Regions from separate parts of the Zea mays genome. Here all the other regions are linked to region 4. The links are chromatin contacts, called in public Hi-C maps. All regions are on one chromosome and are shown on one strand. Each heading gives the region's core, a stretch centred on a gene start, on an enhancer-like site or on the middle of the called end of the contact. The rest is flanking DNA. Distances are from core to core; before and after follow the strand shown.

Region 1 (2,859 bases), core at 359-2,858, 310 kb before region 4:
AAAATCTGTTTTCTGCTACATGTGCATAATTTTAGGATGACAAGAATGTTAGTTGAAAAGAAAATGGATTGGCATACGCGAGATTTATGGAATCATGGCAAATGACCTCATTTCTAGGGATGTTCCTAAAACATCCGACTTGTATCACAAATCTAATATTTTAGCATAGATATACATAGAATTTAAAGCTGATTTTTGGCACTGTTATTAAGAATATTATGTAGTATTTAAATAAATTTTTATATAATTTTTTATGTACATTATTTTCTCCCTACAATAAAAAAGGTGAAAAAAACATCTGAATTTGTATTTGAATAGACATTCGAATTTTATATCAATTATTTAAAAAGATATATAATGAATTTAATGTTCATTTTTTATGAAGATTAACAGTCTCAATGCTAAAAACAAGAATATAAATTTACATAGCAAATTCTATATGTTATTTGTTCGCAATCGAAGAAACAAGACCAAAAATTTGACATCCGAATAAATATCCGGATCCATCCCTACTCATTTCTTAGAGCAGCTATTTTTTCTAAATTTCTATTTCGTTGCGTAAATGTGTGCATTGTAAATATATCTTATACATATGGCGTAAATACTAGGAACCTAATACACACTGGATTAAGTAAACGAGATAATACATAAAATCAACAAATCATTTGCGTAAAATGTGAATAGAAATATCATAAACAGGCAAATAGACGGAAGCAGAGCTATGAACTGAAATATATATCGTAAAAACCTATTGACGTTGGCATAAATATGTATACAAAATAGCATGAAAACAGGGCCACCGCCTCGCGTCTAGGATGCGTAATCGGTTATATGTTAGTCCCCATGCACATGCAACATCTATATGTCCTATGAGACACTAAGTTTCACGCATAAAATTGTCATTGAACCCTTTTGATATTTCAGCTATCTAGCCTACTAACCCGGTCAATTGCCTTCTCTAAACATCTTGTCGCCGGCAAAAGTAAAATCCTACACAATACCTTTGCATGTATTCGTTCCACAACAAATGTTGAAGTCTCCAATACTTTCAATAAAGCTCATGTTTATGTGGTCCAACCTATATTATTATTTCTCTGAGAATCGTTAGTCCATATATCGTTGTCATTAATTACCAAAACACTACTTAGAGGCCTAGATGCTTCACAACTTGTTGTAAATTAGTACTTTTATCTAATTATTCATTTCATATATTTTAACAAAAGTAACTAATCTATCTATAATTTGGTCTATTCGGTGGACCGGATAGACTGAATTCGAGTCCAATCCCTAAAATTATTTTGAAAATTTTGAGCCTTATTTTTTAGAACCCAAAATTTCAAAAAAAACGAATAGACCGAACAAAATCACCCAAATGGATTGAATGCCCACCCATAATCGACGGAGTTAATGTCGTGGGAGGAGAAGAGGTCGTGGTGCTTGGTGGAGGTAACAACATCGGCGGTCAGGGGCGGAGGGCCCAGTATGGTCCAGTATTGCCTGGGCAATACCTTGGGTCGGCCCACTAAGAGAATAGAGATTAGGGTTCGTCCCGCACAGCCGCACAGGCGCGTCCCGACGTCCCGCACTCCTGCCGGCGCTCATTCCTCCAGGCCTCCAGCCTCCAACCGCTCGCCCGCTCGGCTGCAGACCGCTCCTGGCGGCGCTCCAGCCGCTCGGAGCCTCGGCACGCTCGGCGCTCCAGCTGTCCGCTCCGGCGCTTCGCTGATCTGCTTGTCTGATTGTCTTGTCCCGCCCGGCGGCCGGCTGCAGGCTGCTTGCCGCTTGGTCCCGCCGAGGCGTCGACCCGCACCGCACGGCTGCCGCCTGCCGCTGCTTCCTGCTTGGCCGCACGTCTGCTTGTCTAGTTGTTTGCTTGGCTGCTTGCTTAGTGCTTCTAGTTGTCTGCTTGCTTCGTGCTTCTGTGTTTCTAGTTGTCTGATTGTGACTTGTGAGACTTGTGAGCATAGAAAGGTCAAAGGTAGTGCGTGAGTATTTGATTGTGCGTGTCTAATGTATTAGATTTTTCAAGGTGCAGATTTTCCAATTTCTAAATAGCAGTCTTGGATACAAACAAAAACAAGGCAAAGAATATGGCCCAAAAAGTATCTCTATATTATGTGAACACTCCCTGTTGGCTGTTGTAACATCTTCTAATTCTCTAATACATGTTATATGCTTCGTAAAATGACAGATTTAAAGAGCTATTTTAGTCAAGCTTCTAGTGGAAGTAGACTAAGCACTCGCGCTAGTGGAGTTTGCAATGAACCGGAATACAAGTTGGAATTCAAGAGAATAATAGTGAAGATACCAATGGTGAAAATGTTAATGGTCAAGTCGAAGATAAGAAAACTAGACAAATGCAATTGTCTAGATCTTCTAGAACTAGACACAACTAAACGTATATTCTTATTTCACTTGTTCAACAATTTTTACTTTAATTTGCTATTGCTAACTCATTTTTTTCTTTTTCCCAGATTTTATTCGCTATATGGTATTTGGTTGTAAATGGATTGTAATCAAGATGACTACTAAATAAGGTATTTTTCAACACTTATTACTTATTTTATAGCTACAAGTTATTTTAAACTGTGTCATAAATTTTTAGTTTTCGTTGCGTTAGCAACACCTAAATTTTCTGGCGTCCTCCGCAACTGTCGGCGGTGCTCCACTAAGCCATAACATGTGCGCGAAGGTAGCAGCTAGAGATGGCAATGGGTAAATACCCACCGGGTATTACTACCCCATACCCATACCCACGACACAAAAATACCCCACCGGGTCACCCATATACACTAGCGGGTATGTATTTATCCCCATACCCATACCCATGTGGGTATGGGTCACCCATCGGGTCACCCG
Region 2 (3,030 bases), core at 271-2,770, 300 kb after region 4:
ACTGGCGGTTGTGCTGCTAGAATTATTTGCAGTTGTGGAGTGGTCATCTGTTGAATAGTCATCACACTCGCCAACTGCTGCATCAATTCTAGTGGAGGATTTGATAGCATTTGAGACATCAGGTCTTTGAACTCTTTCTTTGCCTCCTGCTTAAAATAATCCGACAACTCTTTTTTGTATCGATCACGTTTCTTGTACAAACCTTCCCACTGTGGTTCGAATCCTTCCTTCCATCCTTCCTTAGACGAGATCCCTCGTACACGGCAAGGATGCTTAGGGTTACCGAGACCAGCCGTTAAGATGTCTCTCTCCCGTTGTTGCTTAAATGATCGTTGGGTCTGCTTAGCTGCCATTGCATATATGTTTTTCGTAGATTCTTCGACATTTGGATCATCAAAAGATACACCCGCCTCAGTTTCCCTAGGTTTTCTAGCACGGATCCAATTAGCACAGACATGGGAAGATTGGAGATTGAAATTTGAAATAGAAAACAAAGTAAATAAAAGAAAAAGGGCAAACACACCTGCTAATGCGCCTCACCCTGGCGCCGACAAGTGGGGTCATCGGCTCAGCCCCATGTTGTCTGCGCGCTGGGGGACACTTTGGTGCTGGTTTCGATTACTCCCTGCTGGGTGGTCCTGTTTGCCAGACCGACTCACATACACCACGCGCGCTCACCTAGTGGGCGCCGACATGTGGACCCAGCTTTCCTGCACTTCCCGCCCATGACTGCATTGATACCCGTTTCTCTGTCAAGTGGGCCCAGATCCTCAGCTCGTTCATCCTCGTGCCAACAACACCGCGGCAGCGGAAAACAGAACCTGGATCTCCTGTGCTTCTGTTCGAATCTCCTAGCAATCTTGGAGTATAAATGTGTGCCATTGGCACCGTTCCTTTACCATAACCGGAGCGGTATCACACACAAAGAGAGGGAGCATCTTCACCTCGCACGGTGATTGGGGGGTTCGGCGCATCGCTGCTGGTCCTTGCCTGTGCGGGCAATATGGGTGCAGGTGATGGCTAGGAAGGGTTGTCGGAGTGCATCGGACGCGGGCATATCGGTTGCGGGCAGGAAGAGTCTTCGGGGTGCATGCAATTTCTCATCGGAGGCTGGTGTCCCGCCACCGTGCCGCTGCATCATGGCCGACATTAATCGTAGCATTGCTTCAAGTAAGATCCTTCTCGATCGATTCATCGCCCTCTACAGACCATGTAGGATCGATCGAATTTTGGAGCAAGGCTCTGGTGTGTCGGCTTGGCCGACTCCGGCGGGCCCGCCGCCGTGGGGGCATGCTTTGCGACGCCACCCGGCTTGTGTGGGGTAGGAGATGGGTCCATGGCCGTGGATCGCTCAGGCAACGGCTGTGATAAGAATCCACGTATCGCTTCATTGAAAACGTTGTGGGTCATCCGATTCAGGTCGAGGACAAGAGAATCAATTGCGCTGTTTTAAATCGTATCCGTTCATCGTAGATCCAGTGGCTCGCGTTGTGTACCAGTTCGGTTTAAGTCGGATCTAATCCCGGCCGTCGTAATAGATCTAACGGCCTAGAGGTTAGGTTACCCCTTCGCCGAGCCAGACTTACAAAAAAGACCTCGGATTTCATAGTAACTAACCCGTCGTCCCTCTCTTATTAAAACTAATCACGGTTAGATCCCTAGGTTTTACAAAACCGCCCCTGAAGTTTATTTTAAGCATAAAAGGGTATAGAAAAGTGGATGAAAACTTAGATAATTCATATTTTGATTATTTTAACTCCGATTTGAACCATTCGAGTTGTGTTAGCTTCATAATAAATTTTCCTACCGTTTAGTGACTCTGGTCTATCATGAAACATATTCTCAAAAATAAATAACTAAATTGTTTAACCCCTAGTTATCAAATTAACTTTTCTAATACAAGTTAAAGGTGATATTATAATTGATTCCTCCATAATTGATGAAAATATGATATAACTTAAAAATAAAGTTTAATTAGCTATTTCTTTAATGCCTTTTCTCACATGATTTTTATAAATATAGAATATACACTAGTAGATATCTTATCATCGATGACGTTCGTATTGCGTCACGGAATATGTAGGTATCGTCACAGATAAAGATTTGTGACGAATTTGTGACGAGTTCGATTTGGTCAATAGGGGTCGCGTCACATTTGTTGTGTTGTGACGGACTGCCCATTTTCGTCATCGATGTGTATACATTATGTGACGAAATAGCGTTGTCATGGAAGTAAATTCATTCTATGACGATCAGGTTTGGTCATAGAGGAAGGCACTTTTCCGTCATAATCTGTCGTCTGCCCGGGCAACCTGACGACGTCGTTAACGTCGTTTGCTTTCTATGATGGTACGGTATCGTCATAGATAGAGCCGTGTTTTGGTCATTAACAACCATTTGGAAGGGTCTCGATGGCGTATGACGTTAGCGCTGACGTGGCTAGTGACGTGGCAGCTGACGTCAGCGCTGACGTGGCTTATGTTTTATTATATGCCACCAGTTTGGTCACAGATGTGCAGAGAATAATTTTATTGGAAATTGCAAAAGATACTAGAACAGAGGAATGAGTACACAATTCCATATTCCATAGATGAATACAACTAGTATTCCAGTGAGCATACAAACTAAGTGGACAACACTAAACTCAGTTCATAGCATCACCACTTGACTTCACATTTCAGTTGAGTTTGCACAAACATAACAACATATAATAAAAAGTTGACACCCACGAGCAACTATAGTTTTTGGGTACCCTCATGTCAAAGAACAGGCCAAACACAGCAGCTCTGACCAACGACCCTCATGTCGAAGAAGAAGAGTTACCATGCAAGGACAAGAGCTTCTTGATGAGCACATTGGTCTCATCCATCTCCTTGCTGTTCTTCTCTATTATCTTCTTGTACTCCTCCAACTCCCTTTGTGTCCTCGCCTGCTGTTCCTCAGCTTCTTCACATTTCTTCCTGAGCTGGTCGAGTTCACCTTGAGCAGCAGTCGTCGCTTCAGCTGCAAGTTGTTCCCAAAGCTCACTTT
Region 3 (2,858 bases), core at 83-2,582, 440 kb before region 4:
AACTATCGATGATAGTCTTGTTAAAAAGAATGAAAAACTTAAAGCTAAATTAGCTAGCTCTCAGGATACAATTGAAAACTTGATAGAGAAAATGAAAATTCTTAGCATTCACAATAATGAGCTAATTAATAAGCTAGAAAACATCGGTAGCACCCAAGGGCATGTTTAGTTGAAATTAGTAAAATTATTAAAAAAAGATGCTTCTACTTCTTGCCTTAACTTAATTGATGATTCTAATCCCTACAATCAAGTTCTTGTTAAGAATGTTATTATAGAAATATATTCGGATGAGATTGCGATGTTGAATGAGCAACTAAGATAAGAGGTGACTCGTCTAGGAAAGACTTTGTATGATAAGAAAAACAAAGCCAACTATATTAAAGTTTGAAATAAGAGATGAATAAAAGATGAAATAAGAGAGCTGCTGGAAATAGCACTAAAAATACACTTCTTTGATAATTTTATTAAATTTATTATGAAATATATTTAAGTAGTGTATAATTATCGGATATAGATAGCCTTAAAAAGCACTTCTTTGATAATTTTATTAAATTTATTATGAAATATATTTGAGGAGTGTATAATTACATGATATCTAGTAGATCGTAGATGCTAGTATATTTTTATGTGTTTCGTCGTGCGTCGTCTGCTCTAGTGAGCATAGCGAGTGGATAAACTTTCTCTCTTCCGCGAGGATTCGAACCCTACTTCCTTGGTATAAAGTGTTTGACTTCTACCACTGTAACTTATGTCTATTTGTGCTATATAAAAATCTACCTATATGATATATAGAAACATAGAAATGTCTGGACAACTAGTTCAACTAACTAGTTAGAACTATAATAAAGAAGTTCAAATAAATTAGGAGAAAAAACGACCTACATCCACAAGTTTAATACACAACGAAAAAGGAGCTAAAACCTGCTACCCATTACCTAAAATCGATTTTGCCTGAACTCAGATCCGATTTATCCGACCTGATTTACCGGATCACTAATTTAGATAGCATGTCTAAAAATCAGATTGGGTAATTCGAAATACTTGTATTGTTGTAATGTAATTGTAAATTTATGATGTATCAATATATAAAAAATGAACTTTAGTTAATAGGTATGAGACTTGCACGTAGTGTGGTGTGTTTGTGCGGAACTAAATGAGTTCGATTTTTCGGGTATCCAAATTTTAAGTAAAAATTATAAACAAGTATATTTCAGATCTTAATTCTCATTAGGTAAATTTCAATTATGTAAAAGAAAATATCGGGTAAACCTACCGCGCAGCGTCTACTCAATCACTACTTCACCTTCCTTCTACGCTCCCACAGTCCAGGCGTCCACCCCAAAACAATCATGACTCGTCTCTGTCCCCTTCACCTCCTCCTCATCGCTGCCGCGGCGGCGTCTGCCAGCGGTGCCGACGAGGCGCACGTCTCCATCGCGGTCGCGGAGAAGGGCCTGGCCTTCGCCAAGGACGTGCTTATCAGCGAGGCCGTGCGGTCGCTGACCCCTCTTCGCCTCCCCGGGGTGGAGAAGGCCGTCCGCGTGCCCTTCCTTGGCGGCATCCGCGTTGCCGCCTCCAACATCACGCTATTCCACCTAGACGTCGGGGACAACTCCACTATCTTCCCCGGAGACTCGGGCCTTCTCGTCGTCGCCTCCGGCATCACCGCCAACATCAGTATGCATTGGAGCTACTGCTACGATTCGTGGTTGTTTCCCATAGAGATCACCGACAGCGGAACGGCCTCAATCCTGGTAATTGGGAGGGGGAGGGGTGTCCATAGCTGTTGCTGATTGTGCTTAGATTTTTATGTGAATTGTACAAACGTTGTATTGTATAGTTGGCTGTGATGGTATGCATGCCTACTATCACCACCGCTCTACCCCATATGTCTCATTAATTACCTAAACTGCCACCGAATACTAATCAGTTTCACACCTGTCCTATTCTTCGCTTGGAATTGAGGTTACCTTATATAGTTATATTTATATATATTTAAATGTTTGACTTGTTATGCTGTTGCAAGCGAAGGGACAATTTTGCTTCTTGTAGAAAACTGAGCATATAGAGTTAACAAGGACGGATATACTCTCTTGATGAAGTTTCTTCATATCAAATTCTAACGATGGTCTTGTGAACCTCTCTTAATAACATCTTGACTAAATTTTGGGCTTTAGTAGGACAGTTATCTCCTTAGATCCTTTATTAGTTCAATCACAACTAATGGTGGCACAGAACGTTTCGTCAGTTGATATTGGTTTACGTTGGATAGGAATGACATCATGAGTTTACATGCTTCTATCAAATTAGCGTGGCTGCCTTTCTTCCAGGGATCTTCATTAGTTTTCATATTTAGTTAAGTTGTAGTTCCCCTTATTTCTATCAAGAATAGTCTTCCGATAAGGCAGTAACACAAATGCTACATGGCATCTCCTGTTTGAAGTCAGAATGGTGCATCATGCTGCAAATCTTCTGGTATCAGATTTTTTTTTCAAGATACCAATCATCAATCAGTTCTAGATAGGCTTGTATGTTTCAACTTTAACAAAAAAAATGATGGACTATGTAAATAAATATTTGAATGATCATGAACTCACGGTATAAAACAATTGTGGGTATCATTGTTTCTAGGTCGTTATTTGGCTGGTTACTTTCGAATACTATTAGTTTGGGAACCTATCATGACACGGTACCGGCTGGACATCGGTAACTTGTCAGTTCTGGTATTTATGGCTATTCCAATCTTTATTTACCCCTTAATTGCACTTCTTTAATAATTTGACCCCCATCGGGAAAAATCTAATTCTTTTGTATTTCAGCAACAACTCTTGATGGATAGTTTTTTTTTCTTTATTGAG
Region 4 (2,700 bases), core at 179-2,678:
CGGTAAAACAGCTGTTTCCGGTATAATAATACTTCTATTGTTTTGGTAAGTTTTTTACTTGTCCACGGCTGCTGCCTCCGCTAGATGCGGGGCAACCGAACGGCTTATGAGATTATCCTATGTCTCGTCTCATGTCTTATTTTAAATTTTACTTAACGATAGTATGATCTACACTATGTTTTGGTAACCTGGGCACCTTGCTGAGACGGTCGGTACTCTACGAGAGGCACATCCAAAGCCGAACCGCGGGACCCAGCGGGCGGCTTTGTCCTGCAAAAAATCCTCGTGGCAGTACTGCCGTGTCGCTGCGGGCACCATCAGCGACGGGCTGGCCGCACGAGCGGACGCGGCGCGCTAGTACGCTACGCATAATTGGGCTCGGGCGGTCGGGCCTCGCGACGCCCCCGCGCGGAGCCGAGGGGTGTGGTGGTGGTGGACTGGTGGTAGATCTCTGCAGCAGCACGTGGACGGCCATGTGCTCTGCGCCCCTCCCCCGGGCTCCCGCGGGCCCCGCCACGAGGACCTCGGTGTCCACCCGTTCCTCGCGCGATAGAGGACAAGCGGGGTTCTCTTGCTCACGCCAGCCTCACACATCACCACATCCTTCCGTTTCGTCTTTCGCATCTTCCCGCTTGCTTCAGGACCGCAGCTTGGCAGGCCATCCGGCGAATCGAACGGTGAAAAAAAAACGGCTTTGGGACTGGGAGCAGCGGTTTTGGGAGTGGCAGGCCTGCGGTAATCGCTTTACGAGGCACTGGCTGTGATTAAAGAAGCAAAGGTGGGCGGCCGCGCACTGGTCTCGTGCTCAACGGGAAAGCTTACCGATCTGATCGGCTGGCCCGGATTCCTGCCGTTCAAGAGAAAATGCGTGGCTTGTCCTCTTTTCGCACCAAGGATGTCTGCAGGACACTTGTATTTTTAGTTTCAGACCCTGGGACAGCGTTTTTGTGTTCTCCTCGTCAACCGACCACCGACTTCCTCACCATGTCCCTGCATCATTTCAGGCTCCGAGGAGAACTGCAAATCGGAGTATTTCCCAGAGCTAACCTTTGTTTGTTAGTATTATCAAAAGAAAAAGGCACTACTTTTGCTAGGATATGTATTTTGGAACGCATAAGAATAAAATACTTCACCATATAACGGTGGTAATGGATCGATCCAAATTCCCATTGTTATCTTAATCAATATAGATTGAGTGAGATTGAGTGTGTTTAAATTCTAAACAAATTAAGAGCTAGTTTGGAACCATATTTTTCGAAAAGAATTCTATTTTCTAAAAAAATTAGTTTATTTTTCTTTGAAAAAATAAAAATCTTATAGAAAAATAAAGTTGCCAAATTAATAATAAACATTTTCTTAATTTTTCTAATTCTATCTAATCCATAGATAACACCGAACCAGTCCTCACACTGCGTACACTACGGTGGTCGGTCCCGCGTGCGCATATATTTTATATATAATCACCGTAGTACCTTTTTTCACCGACACCCGTGGTAAATCCTTGGGCCGACCTAGGCCGTCCGATCACCCGCTCGTCGCATCCACCGGCCCCGCCGCCGCGCGCACCAGCCTCTCGATGCCCCCAATTAATTCGGGTCCCGTGGTGTGGCGGCAGCGGCAGCGGCAGCAGTACTGCCTCCACTGCAGTCCCAGGTTAGCGCTCTCAGCGGTGGCGGCCGGCGACCGGCGACATCCTCCGGTATCGACTCCCGTAGAGTGGAGCGTTGAACCACGCTGCGGACCTGCATTCACCAGTCCGCCGTTTCCTTCGCCTTCTCCGCGTGGTCCGGTAAGAGTGTCCGGCTGCTTCCTCTCTCTGGTTTCCGTGGCAGAATTCGTGGTGGTGGCAGAGGTGGGGGTTGGGGTGGGGCATCGCTGGAGGATGGGATCTAGCTAGCTGGGCACTAATGCGTTGGTACGCCTCCGGATAGTGTGGGTTTTAGGCGGTTTTGTTGGGGGCATTAGGAGGTGGGTTTGATACCTGCCTGGGGGATCTGTTTCTGATTCGGTTCTGGAGTAAGGATTTGATCCAGTGAAGGAAAGGTGATAGCAACATGTTCAGATCCCATTCTTTTGGGCGCCCTCTTGCTTGGTCAAATGTGGTCAAACACTTCGGTTTTGCGAGTTCACATGGGTTTTGGTGTTTTATATTTTTTTGGGGTTTTACCAGAGTTGTTTGCTCGGGTTTAGCCGAAATCCTAGATGCGTAACCCCCCTAAACTTTTAGGTCTCTGTAATTGCTTAAAACTGCCAATGATTGGGGATTTTAGTGTTACTAGGATCATTATCCGTGTGTTTAGTGTCAGTACGGTCATTATCCGTGTTTGGTTGTACTTGTGCCGCTAATTTGGGGACCAGCTTGTTAGGCATAGGGAGCATGAATACCAGTCTCACTGTCTAATATGTGGCGAACTTGATGTCTACTTTAGACCAACATGATTACTGGTTTGAATAAAGCTTGGAATCATCAAGTTTGGAAATGTATTTTTTTGTTCTAGTGGTACTAAGTGATAAGCTATAATTTTCAGAAGTAATGTTTTTTCCTTACAGGTTGCTCTGGCCACTGATGGCCGGTGACATTACTTGCGGATCCTTGCTGCAAAAATTGCAGGTATGTTTGCATTTTGTTGTCCACAAATAGCAGCAATTCTATGCTTTCTTGCTTGATACAGTGTGGCTGATGATGGCTTGCTTTTACTT

What was found. A called contact is a pair of places that touch in the nucleus more often than the background predicts.
Region 1: a Hi-C map of leaf shows a contact between it and region 4, with 6 times the contacts expected there. The contact joins the promoter of LOC100383380 here to the promoter of LOC103638321 in region 4. A contact is called at or near these places in 7 of 25 Hi-C or Micro-C datasets (bundle sheath, ear, endosperm and 3 more).
Region 2: a contact with region 4 is called in a Hi-C map of endosperm, with 2.4 times the contacts expected there. The contact joins the enhancer-like site here to the promoter of LOC103638321 in region 4. A contact is called at or near these places in 3 of 25 Hi-C or Micro-C datasets (ear, endosperm and tassel).
Region 3: a contact with region 4 is called in a Hi-C map of bundle sheath, with 3 times the contacts expected there. The contact joins the promoter of LOC100283980 here to the promoter of LOC103638321 in region 4. A contact is called at or near these places in 2 of 25 Hi-C or Micro-C datasets (bundle sheath and leaf mesophyll).

Annotation. Positions count from the first base shown.
Region 1 is chr9:46,709,216-46,712,074 of Zm-B73-REFERENCE-NAM-5.0, reverse strand. LOC100383380 reads left to right here and starts at 1,608. Exons shown (of 3, transcript NM_001176035.1): 1 at 1,608-2,398; 2 at 2,475-2,537. The coding sequence starts at 2,173. The coding sequence ends at 2,536.
Region 2 is chr9:46,097,896-46,100,925 of Zm-B73-REFERENCE-NAM-5.0, reverse strand. No RefSeq gene overlaps it. Among protein-coding and RNA genes, the nearest start is that of LOC103638318, 17 kb to the right of the region's middle. Within about 2 kb of position 1,520, at least 1 of the 20 cell types and tissues checked has an H3K27ac peak or open chromatin away from gene starts, as enhancers often do. A contact at or near this core is called in endosperm, where this site is marked.
Region 3 is chr9:46,835,000-46,837,857 of Zm-B73-REFERENCE-NAM-5.0, reverse strand. LOC100283980 (lipid binding protein) reads left to right here and starts at 1,332. Exons shown (of 6, transcript NM_001156878.1): 1 at 1,332-1,754. The coding sequence starts at 1,350.
Region 4 is chr9:46,396,462-46,399,161 of Zm-B73-REFERENCE-NAM-5.0, reverse strand. It overlaps LOC103638321 (65-kDa microtubule-associated protein 1), which reads left to right and starts at 1,428. Exons shown (of 10, transcript XM_008661267.4): 1 at 1,428-1,789; 2 at 2,551-2,611. The coding sequence starts at 2,567.